Regions from separate parts of the Sus scrofa genome. Here region 1 is linked to region 2. Evidence: chromatin contacts called from public Hi-C data. All regions are on one chromosome and are shown on one strand. The core of a region is the stretch at or near the end of the contact, and the rest is flanking DNA. Distances in the headings are between cores, read along the strand shown. Region 1 holds the start of LURAP1L (leucine rich adaptor protein 1-like). Region 2 overlaps LURAP1L (leucine rich adaptor protein 1-like).

What was found. Hi-C and Micro-C count contacts between places; a contact is called where the count stands out from the background.
Region 1: a contact with region 2 is called in a Hi-C map of liver, with 4 times the contacts expected there. The contact joins the promoter of LURAP1L here to the enhancer-like site in region 2. A contact is called at or near these places in 1 of 5 promoter capture datasets (liver) and 8 of 47 Hi-C or Micro-C datasets (adipocytes, embryonic fibroblasts, fibroblasts and 2 more).

What each region holds. Positions count from the first base shown.
Region 1 is chr1:209,663,410-209,670,327 of Sscrofa11.1, forward strand. It overlaps LURAP1L (leucine rich adaptor protein 1-like), which reads right to left and starts at 5,515. Exons shown (of 2, transcript XM_005660102.3): 1 at 4,477-5,515. The coding sequence starts at 4,797. It overlaps LOC102165237 (a long non-coding RNA gene), which reads left to right. Exons shown (of 4, transcript XR_001306473.2): 3 at 6,510-6,649.
Region 2 is chr1:209,621,659-209,628,493 of Sscrofa11.1, forward strand. It overlaps LURAP1L (leucine rich adaptor protein 1-like), which reads right to left. Exons shown (of 2, transcript XM_005660102.3): 2 at 54-786. The coding sequence ends at 412. All of the region lies in intron 2 of LOC102165237 (a long non-coding RNA gene), which reads left to right. Among named protein-coding and RNA genes, the nearest start is that of LURAP1L, 44 kb to the right of the region's middle. Within about 2 kb of position 5,018, at least 15 of the 83 cell types and tissues checked have an H3K27ac peak or open chromatin away from gene starts, as enhancers often do. A contact at or near this core is called in liver, where this site is marked.

The DNA.
Region 1 (6,918 bases), core at 4,265-6,764, 42 kb after region 2:
CACCAAAATCTTGTGAACATCTCGTAAAAGAAAAGTGCAATATAGAATGTATTACTTAGTGGTACATGTAGATTTTGACAGAGATTATTTATATTTACTGGAAAAAGATTTTTAATATTATGAGACATTTTAAAACAGTGAAATATTTGATAAGTATGATTAAAGTCCCATTGTTAAGAAAATTTTACAAAAGGAGTCCTCATGGACATTTAAGATAAAAAGTCCAAGCATAGGACAGGACCTCTGAAGACTGACTTTTTAAAGTAGGTGATTTTTTTGTTTGTTTTTTTGGGTCTTTTCTGTCTTTTTGTCTTTTCTAGGGCTGCACCTGCAGCATATGAAGGTTCCCAGGCTAGGGGTCCAATCGGAGCTGTTAGCTGCTGGCCTACACCACAGCCACAGCAATGCCAGATCCTTAACCCACTGAGTAAGGCCAGGGATTGACCTCACAACCTCATGGTTCCTAGTCGGATTCGTTAACCACTGAGCCACACTGGGAACTCCTAAAGTAGGTGTTTTGTACTACATTTCCAAGGTCTTGTGGCAGGCCTGGTGCATTGTTGGCAGCACTCAATATGTATTTGTTGATTATTGAATAAATCTATATCTGAAACAACCCTTGACATACATCATAATGGCTTCTTTTTGTTGTTTGTTTGCACTCTAGGTGTGGCCAACTTACCATAGATTTATAAAAACTATACTTCATTTTGAAGAGAAATTATTGGGATGCAGGCTAGAATGGGGGGGAAGCACAGTACCTGGAGTCAGATGATATGAATTCAAACTGTGATTCTGTTCACTAATATACTATGTGTGCTTGCCCTGCTTTCTCAACCATCTCTGTGCCGCAGTGATCTCATTCACAAAATGCAGATGAAAATACTTCCTTCACAGTATGACCTTAGTCTCAATTAATATGACAGAAATTAAAACAATTTGTAAACTGAAAAGCAGTGAACAAATATTATCGGGCAGACTTTTGTACCAGAGATCTGACATCTATTTCCAGCTTCATTGTCAATTTCCTTTCCATGTCTCTGCCTTTGCTTATTATATTGTCAGATCTCCTTATCTCTAAATTCAAAATAAAAACATTTTACACACTGGGCAAATTTCCCTTTCTAAAACATCCTAATGGTTACTTTGAGTTGGCCTATTACATTAACTATATGCTTACAAATTTTCTAATATTTTCCTTCCCATACCCTTTATGCATAGTGATATTTATGTTCTTAAGATTTCATGGTTAAGAAGTTTGGCCAAAAAGCAGTTTTTCCCCCACTTCAGTCTCTTTGAACTCGCTTCCTTTACACTTTATCTCACAGACCTCTAAGGCCACCAATTATAATATTTACAGGTAGGAGTTAATAAAATGATTCATATCATAAAAGGAGATGAGAGAGACAATGATAAAATGATGCGTATGTAAAAAACTTTGTGTTGATACTCTATCCCTGCAAGTCTATACTGTATTGTGTTAGCGGTATACAAATCCATTCTAATAAGAAAAGAAGGAAGATTTAATTCGTGGAAGTCTATAGAAAGTTTTGTACATGGCAAAGGACTTCCAAGGGCAGGACCAAAGCCTGATAATTCCAGACCATCCAGAAGAAAAATCTGTGAACAAATCAAAGAAATGAGCATGAAAATGTGGGACTGTACATAATACTGTTAGGGGACCACTGACCTAAACTGCCCACCTTGTCCAGGCATAATAATAGCAGCTTGCATGAGCTGTCTCACAACAGGAGGCTTGATAAAAGAACATGCTGCTGCCCTGAAGACTAACAGGGAGGATGTAGGAGGGGCCAAGAGGAGGGAGGAGACAACCAGCCTCCCAGAATGCTTAGCACTGGAACCCATCTTGGCTAAGAGATGCCTATGCCACCAAGAAGGACCCTGAGCCACACCATTACGGGCCAAGCAAGATGACTGGCCAGATGTTGCTGTGGCTGTGGCATAGGCTGGCAGCTTCTGCTCTGCTCTGACCCCTCCTCTGGGAACGTTCATAAGCCAGAGACAACCGGGTACCTAACCTCATTCCCATAAAACTGGACAGCGAGCCATGTGGCAGAGCAGTTCTCCTGGGTTCCCTTACCTTGCTGTTCTCCGCCCTTGTGCCCCTTCCCAATAAATTCTCCTGCTTTGTCAGCACGTGTGTATCCTCAGACAGTTCATTTTGGAGTATTAGACAAGAGCCTATTATCAGGCCCTGGAAGGGGTCACCAATGCCAAGGGCTCAATGCTCATAGTAGAGGGCAGAAAAGAACATGAAACTCACAGGGACATCACCCAGCTTCTCTCTATGGGGATACTAGGAGGAGACAGGAAGAATTGCAGAACTGCATCTGTTCCATGTTTATAATAAAACTGCCAAGTCTACATAAAAACAAATCTGTTATTTTGCAATTATGCTGAAGCTGGGGGTTTTAGCACCCACAAGAGTTATATAAAATGGGGGAAAACTTTCTCATTGGCAGGGAAATATACCTGTTTTCAGATCCTTTCCCTCTAAACTTGCATAGCCAATGTTATCATGTGTTCATTGTCTTTATACCTTTACTAAAGTACAAAGTTGAACATGAAACATCTGTTCTGGCATAAATTCTCCTAGGTTCATAGATAACTGATGCTTTGCATAGAAAATATAATGAACAATCAATTAAAGAATCTGTCCCTGCTGTTGTTGCTGTTTCTGTTTGCTTTTATAAAATGTATTTATTAATATACCATAATCACTCTACACAGCAAGATCTAGTTTGAGGAAACAGATTTTTATAAACTCTATGATATTGTCATTAAGAAAAACAGAGAAGGCTAGAAAGTATCTTTTGCTGAAAATAATTAGATTTATTTTTTAATCTTTCAAAATTTTTTAGCACATTTGCCTTGATATACTAAAATAATAAATGGCAAATGAGTGCAAGACATTAGAGAGACCTAAATAGGCTCCTTGAACTTTTTTAGTATTTTGAGCACCCAGTTAATTACCAGGTATATCTAATAAATGCTTAGTAAATACTTGTTGAATAATATATGTGTAATGAAACATGAGTAGAATAAAATCATTTGCTTTACATATGGTGAATGAGTATACACAGACACGGACCCTATATACATACATAGACCTATGTAAGTCTCTTTATACATATTCACTTTCAACATCTGGTGCATTCCAATTGGCAAAAAAAAATTGATGCTTGAGACATAAAAATTAAAATCCTTTAGTAGACTAGCTTAAAAGATCTTGAAAGAGGTTTTTAGAGCCCTTGTGTAGTTAGTGTGGTAAAAATTCTGAACATAGGCCATGATCTCTGAAGAATGGCTTTTGCACTAATATACTTGCCAACATTACTATATTCTGTGGAATTTATTCCCTCCCAGTCTTCCAAGTGCAGAAAGAGAGGAGCTAGGGAAACATCACTGGTTACTTCTTTTTCATGCAAAGCCCCAGTAGATAGGATTATTTAGTTGAAAAATCCTTTGCACCATCCTCTGGGGGACTGAGGGCCCTACTGTAACTTTCCTCCTTTTCTAAACTGGTGGAAAATGCTGTTGTTTTGAGGTCATTCTCTTTTAAAGATTTAAGGAGAAATCATTTCCTCCAACCAGTTCATTGTAGGAATAAAGGAAGTCCAGAGAAGTTAAATGACTTGCCCAAGACTTCAGGGCAAGTAAATAAGTGTGCTCCTCTAAGTACATCCGGAATAACAAGTCTTCTCAAATCTTTACTAGTTCTATTGTCCTATCCTTAGGCTAACGTTTGCAAACAGCACAGAAAACAATTGCAAATTGAGGACTGAGGGGGAAGGGTAGGAAGTGGTAATTAGCAAATCCCTAGGCCTGGGGATCACCTGCTCTTTGGGATCCAAACATTGAAACAAGCTATTCATAAGAGCATCAAGGACGAGTGGGCCATTGTTTTCAGAACCAGCTGTGAAGAATCAGCTCCACAGTGCCCTAGGAAGGCTAGGCTGCAGCACCAAGGGGCGGGGCCTTAGTGGGGAAAGAGGAGTGAGCCAGGAAGAAGGGCTGCAGGGACCTCACCGCGCCACCTCTCGGCAAACCAGGAAGTATTTTTTCAGTAAGTGCAATGGACCGAGCCACCTTTTGAACCGAAAGTGTAAATGGGACAGCAGGCCGCAGATGGGTGCAATAACCGCAGACCGCTTGGGCTTGTGTCTGGGAGGCTGCGGACTGGCAGCTAAATGGTAAGCGTCTGAACAGCCAGTTGGCGTCAGAAAGTACAGAAAAGGGCAGGCTCTGCTGTCCTCACAACCGTCACCGAACGAAGTCCCCGGTAAACAAGCCTCCCAGAAGCAGCCTCCAGGCTCACACCGGCTGCGCGCTCCTCGACCCGGCGTTTCCCACACACCCAGAGCTCAGCTCGGCCACCCCAGCCGCCCTCTATCACCTGCTCCCTGCCCCATTTTCCTCCGGCTCCCACTCCCACAGCTGGCATGCCATACTCACCATCTCTTGCCGGAGGAGGTGAAGCTTGGTTTCCAGCCTCTCCAGGGCACTACTGGAGTGGCTACGTCGTGGGGAGATAGAGGTTGGGGAGGACGAAGAAGAGGATGACAAGGAGAGTGGGAAACTGCAGCTGCTGCTGCTGCTGCTACTCATGCAGCCGCCTCCACCGCTGCTGCTGTTGCTGCTCCCCCCGCGGGGGTCTCTGTCCCTTTCCTGGGAAACCGACTCCTCCCCACGGAGCGAGCGCACTAGGCTCTCAGGTACTTTACGCCCCAGCTTCAGCTCAATGTCTCTGAGGTCGGGCAGTGGGCCGTCTTCCATGACTTCTCAAGAACGATGAAAATGGTAATAAAAGGCTGCGGATGAGAGGCAGCAGTAGCCTCCAAGGTTGCCTGGAGCTCAGCGCACCCCTCTGGAGCCCGGATCTCTATCCTTGAAAGATCGAGTGCACCGTCTGCTCCATAACCGCCAGGGCGATATCAGCCCTGAAATCCACACAGGACGCAGCGGGTGGCAGCCGCAGTTCCCTGGGCGCTGTGACTCCCCCGACACTTACTGAGATTATAGAACCCACTTCATCTTCTTCTTTTTTGGCCACCCCACTGCCAAGTTGAGTTAATTGATATTACAGAGAGGAGGAAATTGCAAGTACTATAGACCAAAAAGAGAGGGAAATAAAGTCTGCTTTAGCTCTGCGGGGCGGGGGAAATTCACATTATGAAAGTGTCCGTTCACATCCCATCGCTATTCACCAACTGCCCATCTGGTACCATGCGACACAAAATAATGATGTGGCCACACTCCAGGGTCGTTTCATTTTCCAGCCATATGTCTCCAAGCTTTCAGAATATCCTGGATTGTCTGAGATAATTTCTGGTCAGCGGTAGAGAAGGTCGGTCGTGTGCATAGACGCATAAAAAAAAGAGAGAGTTCGTTTAACAGAAGTTTAACGGCTTCCTCGATGCAGCAGAAATATCCTTCTTCCCATTTAGGCTGTTTGATCCAAATCATTGTGTTCCTCCAAGCCTCGGAAACTTTAAACTCGGCTGGCAGGTGGACCAAACCCGGACCAACCCTTGTACCGTATAACACAGACAAGAAGAGCAAGAGAAAATTTCCTACCCCTGCTACTGGAAGTAGTTTCAATGTCCTGTTTTAGTTCTGAGTACCTAACACGGGAATTAGATTTTTAGTTTTGCCGGAGAAATTGCGTGGTGGCCACAACTTTTAAAAAGGGTAACAAATATTAGAGGCAGAATAATGATTTTTAGATGTAGTGTCATTCCCCATCCTCCTTCTTTCTATATGGCAAAATTTTAACTTTAGAAGGCTTTCCTAATAATTCTATACTAGAATAAACTGTAATCATTTCACCAAAAGTTCAGTGAGAATGTACAACAGAAGTTATTTGTCTTCCTGATGTTATGGTATGTCTCCTCAAGCAGATGTGAAAAGTTAAATAGAATAATCTATATGACTACAGAGGATAGTTATGGATTTTAAAAAGAGGAATTTGCTGAGATATTTTTACCTTAATTATGTCAGAGAAATATTGGATATAACTAGAGAAAGTTGTTTTTGCTAATTTATCTATATTGTTCAACTATTTAGAAGAAATCTGAAGCATGCCATCAATTCATCTATTGATACTTCTACCGAGTAAGTTGTTATCAGCTATATGGATTATAGGTTTGATTCAACATTGAATTTGTGTTGATAATCTTCAAGTAGAGGATGCTATTTTCAATCCAATAAACTCTAATGTTTTGGGTTGCATTAGAATATTTCAATATGTAGGCCCCTCTCTTTCAGTGACAAATAAGTATTTGTGTTCTTAGTCCTTCCCAGAGATATCACTCAGGTGATAAGCATATAGGCATATACATCTCAGAGACTGTTTTTAGCAGAGATTCATCCAGGAAGCCTAAAGATAAGAAACAAGCCTTCTGAAAGAAATATTTCATGTTAGGGAAAGTTGCTCAGGTTCTCTTGCCAATGTGTCAGAAATTGTGTGTTCTTTTTTTTTTTTTAAGAAGTGAGGAAGTTGTAAATTAAGTGGCCCATTTTGAGTTGGAACAACCACTTATGGAATCAAAGGAGAACAAGACTAAATCTCAGCTCACTGATAAAACTACATGCTTTGTCCTAAGTTGGAAAATCACAAGCTCATTGGGTAAGAACTGCACTGTGACATGTAATTATGGAAAGCTTGTATTATAGTAAAGGACAGGTTTTTTGGTGTGTTTATTTATTTATTTATTTATTTTGTTATAAAGCCCTTACAAAGTTCAGCAGAGGGCTGACTGAGCAGAGTAGCATACAAATGGAGTAGCCAGCTTGAACTTGGTCCTTCAAAATAGTTTATTATCCAATTATCATCAATGTAACTGTACGAAAAAGAACACCTTTGTTGTGAGTCACAGACAGGAAACTTTGTATTTG
Region 2 (6,835 bases), core at 3,768-6,267:
CTTCTAGAGAATGAAACTTTGAACCATTTAAGAATACAAGCAACAAAATCAGCTATTATCAGACTTTGGTTTATTGTAAAATTTAGCAAAGTTTTTCTTAGAATCCCTGACCCCTTGCTCTGAGAATAAAAGCAAAAATGTAATTATTGCTTATTCTTTCCCCCTACTTTATTTGTGCCACTGTGAAAGAAGGGAGAAAAATCATCATAATAAATAAAAATAGAGATGGAAGAGAGAAACAAATCAAACCAGAGAAGTAATAGGAGCAACAGAAATACCATCAAGCCATTCAAAATAAGCTTCTTTTTAGAAGGTTGTCATATTTTTTAAAAAATCACACCAAAAATATAGCAGCAGAGAAGGACAAATACAGGTTAATTGCACAACAACCCCATGCAAAAAACTGGGTCATCAGCCAAAGCAGTAGTATTCAGAATCCAACTTGGGACGCTTGTGCACTGTCTGTGAGTCTGCTAGAATGGAGCTGTCAGTGAATTGGTCCAAGTCTGATGGAGTCTGATGGCCTGGAACATCATCTGCCAAAGTGTCCAAATAGCTCCCTACAGAGATGCCATCCAGCCCATCACTGCCATCATGGAGGCTATTGTAGCTGCCACGTAAGGAGGTGCTCTGACTCTCCAGTAAGCTGCACAGGCTGCCACTGAGACTGCTGCCTCGGCTGGTGATAGTGGCCTTCTCTTCAATCATCCACTTGATGGACTCAATGCTCTCATTAATAAGGAGCAACTGGCGCATGAGCCTGACATCTGTGGCTCTGAGGTTAACCTGTGGAGGAGAGGGAGAGAGCAGGGACATGCCAATTATTCTCCATTCTTGAAAGACCCCCAAAGTCATTGGAATTCTGTCTTCTGCAGTCTGTAATTTTCAATTCATGGAATAAAATACAAATTCACTACAGCTCAGGACTTTCTGAAAACTTGCTGACTGCTAGGAGTCAGACTCAAAGAACTCAATTCCTGCCAGAACCATCAGGCTCCAAAAGGGAGAATAAAATTCCCACTGCCTCCTTGGCCTTAACTAAGCTGCCTAGAAATATCCTACTGAATGTCAGATTGTCAAGAAATTTTCTGTCTGGCCAGATGAATAGTTTATCCATGATGCTTGAGAATATATGTGTGGATACTGTGAGGTGGGGAGAAGAGAAATATGTAGAAATTAAGGAATTATTATCATCATCTTTGTAGCAGCTCCTCTTTTTTGAGTGATAATGTACCATACATCATTATAAAAGCTTAACCCTCAACCCTGTACAATAGGTCTTATTATTTTTATCTCCATTTTGCAGATAAAGAAATTGAAATCTACACAAAAAGAGTTTAAGGAGTTCCCGTTGTGGCTCGGCCGAAACAAAGCCGACTAGTATCCATGAGAATGCGGGTTCAATCCCTGGCCTTTCTCAGGGGGTCAAGGATCCCTCATTGCTGTGAGCTGTGGTGTAGGTCACAGATGCGGCTCGGATATTGTGTTGCTATGGCCCTGGCACAGGCTGCCATGCAGCTGTAGCTCCCATTCGACCCCTATCCTGGGAACTTCCATATGCCCGCAGGTGCAGCCCTAAAAAGCAAAAAACAAAACAAACAAACAAACAAAGAGTACAGAAAAAGTCTACACTTTTTATGACTATATTGACAAATATAGTGCTAAATAAAATATAGTGCTTTTATTTTTAAGAACTCAACTGTTTTGACAGTCCCTGAATCCAAAAAGGGATCTCCTTCACACAATGAAGTGTACTGATGTTTTCTGATTATTTGCTTCACATGTGTCAAGGGCAGCCCCAGTCAAAACTGGGATATGAGATTCTGGGAAGGTTTTAGAATCTCCCCTAAGTGCCTTTGAGGTGTGTAGTCTTTCTGATATATAATTTTTTTTTTTTTGTCTTTTTTGTCTTTCTAGGGCCATACCCACAGCATATGGAGGTTCCCAGGCTACGGGTCCAATCGGAGCTGTAGCTGCTGGCCTATGCCACAGCCACAGCATTGCCAGATCCAAGCCACATCTGTGACCTACCCCACAGCTCACAGCAATGCTGGATCCTTAATGCATTGAGGAAGGCCAGGGATCAAACCTGCAACCTCATGGTTCCTAGTTGGATTTGTTTCTGCTGCGCCACAACGGAAACTTCATGATAAATTATAAGTTACTTCAGAGAAACCGGTCTTCACAGCCACAAGGCAGAATATCTTTGGAGGTCCTACAGTTCAAAGGGAACAACTACTAACATCAAGAATGTGGTAGTTCTAGATAAGGTGGAGAGAGGTAAGCTGCGGCTGCAAGAACTCTCATGATAGCATTTGTTCTCCTTGGAATTTAAGAGGTAAGTCTCCCAGAAAAATTCCAGTGCCTGAACTGGGAGGCAGGGACAAATTTGGCCAGCAGAGGTCCTAGTCACATTCATTCTGTCTTGAAAGGGATTCCAGTTTTTTCACTTGGGGTCTTTGACCCAAGAGTCTGAGCCTTGCTAATTTTTTCTTTAAGGCCCAGGACTTAATTCAGATTTACGGGTTTCTAGAATTATTAAAGGCACTCTGTCATGAGTGACTCAAGCTACATGGGAGAAAGAAGGCTATTGTCTTCAAAGGCATAGATTCATATTGTAAAAGTATTTCCTGTGTAGGAGTTAATCCATAACTGGAGGCAAACTTTGGATTGAGTGCATGTGATGAACAAATACTGGAGAGATGGAATTTCTACAATGACTTCAAAGATGTAAGATTACAGGTTAAAATAAGTGCATGTGTTTGTGTGTATATATAAATATAAAAATCATGAAGAATAGTTTTAAAGCCCTCAATTTTGCTAGAATATTAAATAAAGTGACTTGGGTGACTACCTTATCTGCCCCTGAGAAATACAATGAAAATGCATAGGGAGTAAACAGTAAAACTACTTCTTGTTGAGGTATTCACAACCAGAAATTATTAAGTCTTAAAGTGCTTTTCTGATTGTGGTGTCATCTCAAAGACTTTCCAATGACGTTGTGTGGGAGAAGGAAGTTTTGGCAGTCCTTTTGTTTAAGTTCAACCCCACACCCCATTAGCCATCAAGATACTGTTCAAGTTACAAGTGATACAACAAATATTTACAAATCACCAACGATTTGCTTACGTGCACTGAGGAGCCTAGAAAATCAATAGGAGCCAAAGTCTTTCTAAATTTTTCAGTTAGGCATGTGCAGCCAATAAAACTTGCTGTGCCCATAATATGCATGTCATCATTTCCCAACAGTTTCCCACATGAACCACAGCTGCCTCTGTTCACATCCCCTCCCATGAAATGTTCTGGCGCATGCCCAACTCTGGGTGTGTTCCCCATTATGCCCCTCACTTGAAATACCTGACTCTCTTCCTCTCCAAATCTGCCTCCCCCATTCTTGAAGTCCTACCTCTTCCATCTACACTGCTTGCTAATTCTAGCCTCTTCTGCTAGCCTGCTTAACCTCTACAGTCCTTTTAATTTGTATCTCACCGTACAGCCAAATTTTGCACTCTTATACAGCTACCTATTATTGTCCTGTAGCTGTTTCTTCAACTAAGCTTCAATTCCTAAGGAAAGAAACCATGTTTTACATTTCTTCCTTCTCTAAAAGTTTGTCTTAAGCACTGATCGATTTTTTTTTCAGAAATTGTCATAATTTTAGAACTATAATAGGACTATTAACAGGATCTGTAAACTTTCAGCTCTTAAGACAAAAATAATACGTATTCCCAGCATCTATATCACTTGGGGGTTAAAACATACTTAGGATAGTTTCTCTCAGCATTTTTTGTCTGAGCTACACAGAGGCTGTATCACATTAAAAAAAAATTCAGTTTTATTGAGCAATATGAATGAGACGGGAGTAGACTCTGAAGTAACAAAGGCTTCCTTTGACCATGAAATGATTTATTTAAATAAAAAAATTCTTTGCTTCTGAAAGCAAACATTCACAGGCCATTGAACCACTGTTGGGGGAAAATATGACGAAAGCACTTCAGTTAGAATGTGTCCATCTGGGTGATCATGATTATAGACTTGACCTTGTCTACTCTGTGTCTCCTGGAGGGGTTGTGAGGGAGAGTAAACACTTCCCACTGTGGGAGCCCTGGGACCTCTGGTTCACACGGCTGCCTGTCCATCACCTGGTGCTCCAGGCCACTTGACACTGCTTTCTCGTGGAACTAAGATGTGGTTGTGCTACTGCTGATGAACCTTCAAAGTATGAAGAGTCCACCACAGGACTAAATCACCATGTGGCATCTGTCTCCTGTAGCCTTTCCTTGCTGTTATGCCTGTCAGTCCTTTTGAAGTCTGGCCAGCTATTCAGAATAAAGTAGCCCTGATCCTTGGGCAGTAAACTGTGTGTTTTTCTCCCTTGATGTCTTATAAGGTCCTATAATGTTGCTTTGAGGATATTGGGAGTTGGGAGGCACTCCTCATGGTCTGAGTTTAAGAGACCTCCTCCCTGGAGAGCCCCTTCCTGATCAGTCAGGGTATCCAACTCCATGCTTAGTTTGACACTATATTTCTAAGTTTTTCTCTTCCTTTCATAATATATACGACTAGTGAAAAGCAATCTGCTTATGATTTATTTATTTATTATTTTCTGTCTACTGCATAAGCATGTAAGCATCGTAGGGTATGGGGCACTTGGTCTGTCCTGTCCTCCACACTGTGCTCAAGACCTACATGAATTCTTGACACATAGTAGGTACACAATCATTGTTTGTCTCATGGCTGCTTGATGCTTCAGGTCAACCATCTATCAGGAATGTCCCTCCCTTGGGTTGTCCTCTGGGTCAATGATATGTGACTTTAGGGAAAGAACAAGGTTGAGGAAAGAACTCTTGAAAGACTGAAGCATTCCCAGCATGAAATCCCATCCCATTCATTCACAGAATCCAAACACTGAGTAACTGGGGCAAGGTTCTTCCCAGCTTAAATGTACAGATCACAAGATAGGATCTCACAAAAGGAAGTGGACTTCATGGGGTGAATCACACTCCAAACATTCTTCTGTTTGTTCCATGGTGATAGCTGGTACTAACCCAGGACAGTTGTTCTGTAAACACTTGGTGAAATGAGTTAAACAAGGGGAACAAACAAATAGGACACTACCAAAAAAAAAGTTTAAAGCCTTGCATCAATGGATCCCAAGAGATGGGAATGGCTTTGCTCTTTTCCTCTTCCCTCTTTTCTACTCTGGCTCTTATAATCATTGCGTTGCATTCCACCTTCATACTTTATAAGTTTCTCATGCTTCAGGGTTGTAGCCTAAACAGGTCTCTGTACTCTAGACTGAACGAAGGCTGAAATTTCAGGTCATATTTAAACAAGCAATGAACTGGGCCTAGGGTAGAACTTGAAATGAGGGGTCTTGAAAGAGCAAATGTTCTTAATAATAAACTTTTTCAGATCTGTTTTGTCCAGACTATGATTTTAACACTGTAAGAATACAAAAGGTCATGAACCAGCTCAATGAAACCCAAGGCAGAAAGTGATCACATTTTCTGTTAAATGGGGACTTGCCAAAAAGTTGACTTCTTTGGTGGTGGTGGGTAAGGAGCTTGGGATAGTGTTCTGGCCTGCCCCTGCCAGCATCTCCTTGTGTGACCTTTGAACAACCATCTGTCAAGAATGCCCCTCCCTTGGGTTGTGATCTGGGTCAGTGATATGTGATTTGGGCAAATACAACTTCCATATATATATAGAAAAATCATGGTGGTTTATTATGAGCTCCAGTGCGCCACAGGCCCCAGTGGCTGTAATAAAACAGGCTGTGAACGAAGACTAATTTCTGCCCAATAATGAAGATTTACTTCAACTGAGGAATCCACCTATCACTTTTGTCTGCTTATTGTATTCAGACTTCATTTAAAATATTATTTGAGGGAATTCCCTTGTGGCCTAGTGGGTTAAGGATCTGACGGCTGAGGCATGGGTTCCATCCTTGGCCTGGGAATTTCTGTAAGCCACAAGTGTGACCAAAAAAAATAAATTTCTAAAAAATTTAAAAATATTACTTGATAAAAAGATGTTGTAGATCAGATTGTCTCAGGATTTCCCTCATTCTAACATAGTCCTTGAGTCTTTGTCATTCCTGTGGCCATTTGAATACTAAATTGTTTCTGCTATAAGAGCATTATGCAAGCTCTCCAGGAGACAGAACAATCAATTTACTGCTCCATCTCCAGCAAATTATTTATCCAGTAAAAACTAAGGGCTGAAGCCAAAAGTTTGATCTCTATGTGAATTTTAATCACCTTATCAGAAATTATGTGGTAATAATAATTTAACTTTTGCCATTTGGGTTTCAGTAAAAATCATGTGTGTGTTCTACTCCAAGATAAACATACATATCATCTTTACTATGTCTATATATTTACTGAAATGCGCACATGAGTTTCTGAATGCATCTGCCAAAAAGGAACATTGGTCACTCAATCTTGTCCTCTTGCTGGCTAGCATAGCACCATGTGCTCATCTCTCTCACAAAGCTCACCCTCACCATTTTTATCCTTTTATTTATGGAAATTGACTAATTAGATAAAAGCAAGTCATCCTCCACTTAATCATTCCTACTGTAAAATCCATAGTTTCATGGCCCAAGTCCCAAATGTTAACAAGCTCTTAGATAAAGTAGAAGAAAGTCTACTTTGCAAGCAAGCCTATAATCATGTACATAGAAGAAATAAACTAGATTAGATCTCCCTTTTAATGTGATGCTCAAACCCTAGTTCTAAGTAGAAGAAAATGATCAGTATCTTTTCAGATTTGCAATTGGTGGAAGGCTTCTTTTCTAGCCATATTTATTTCTAAATATACAAAAAATTTC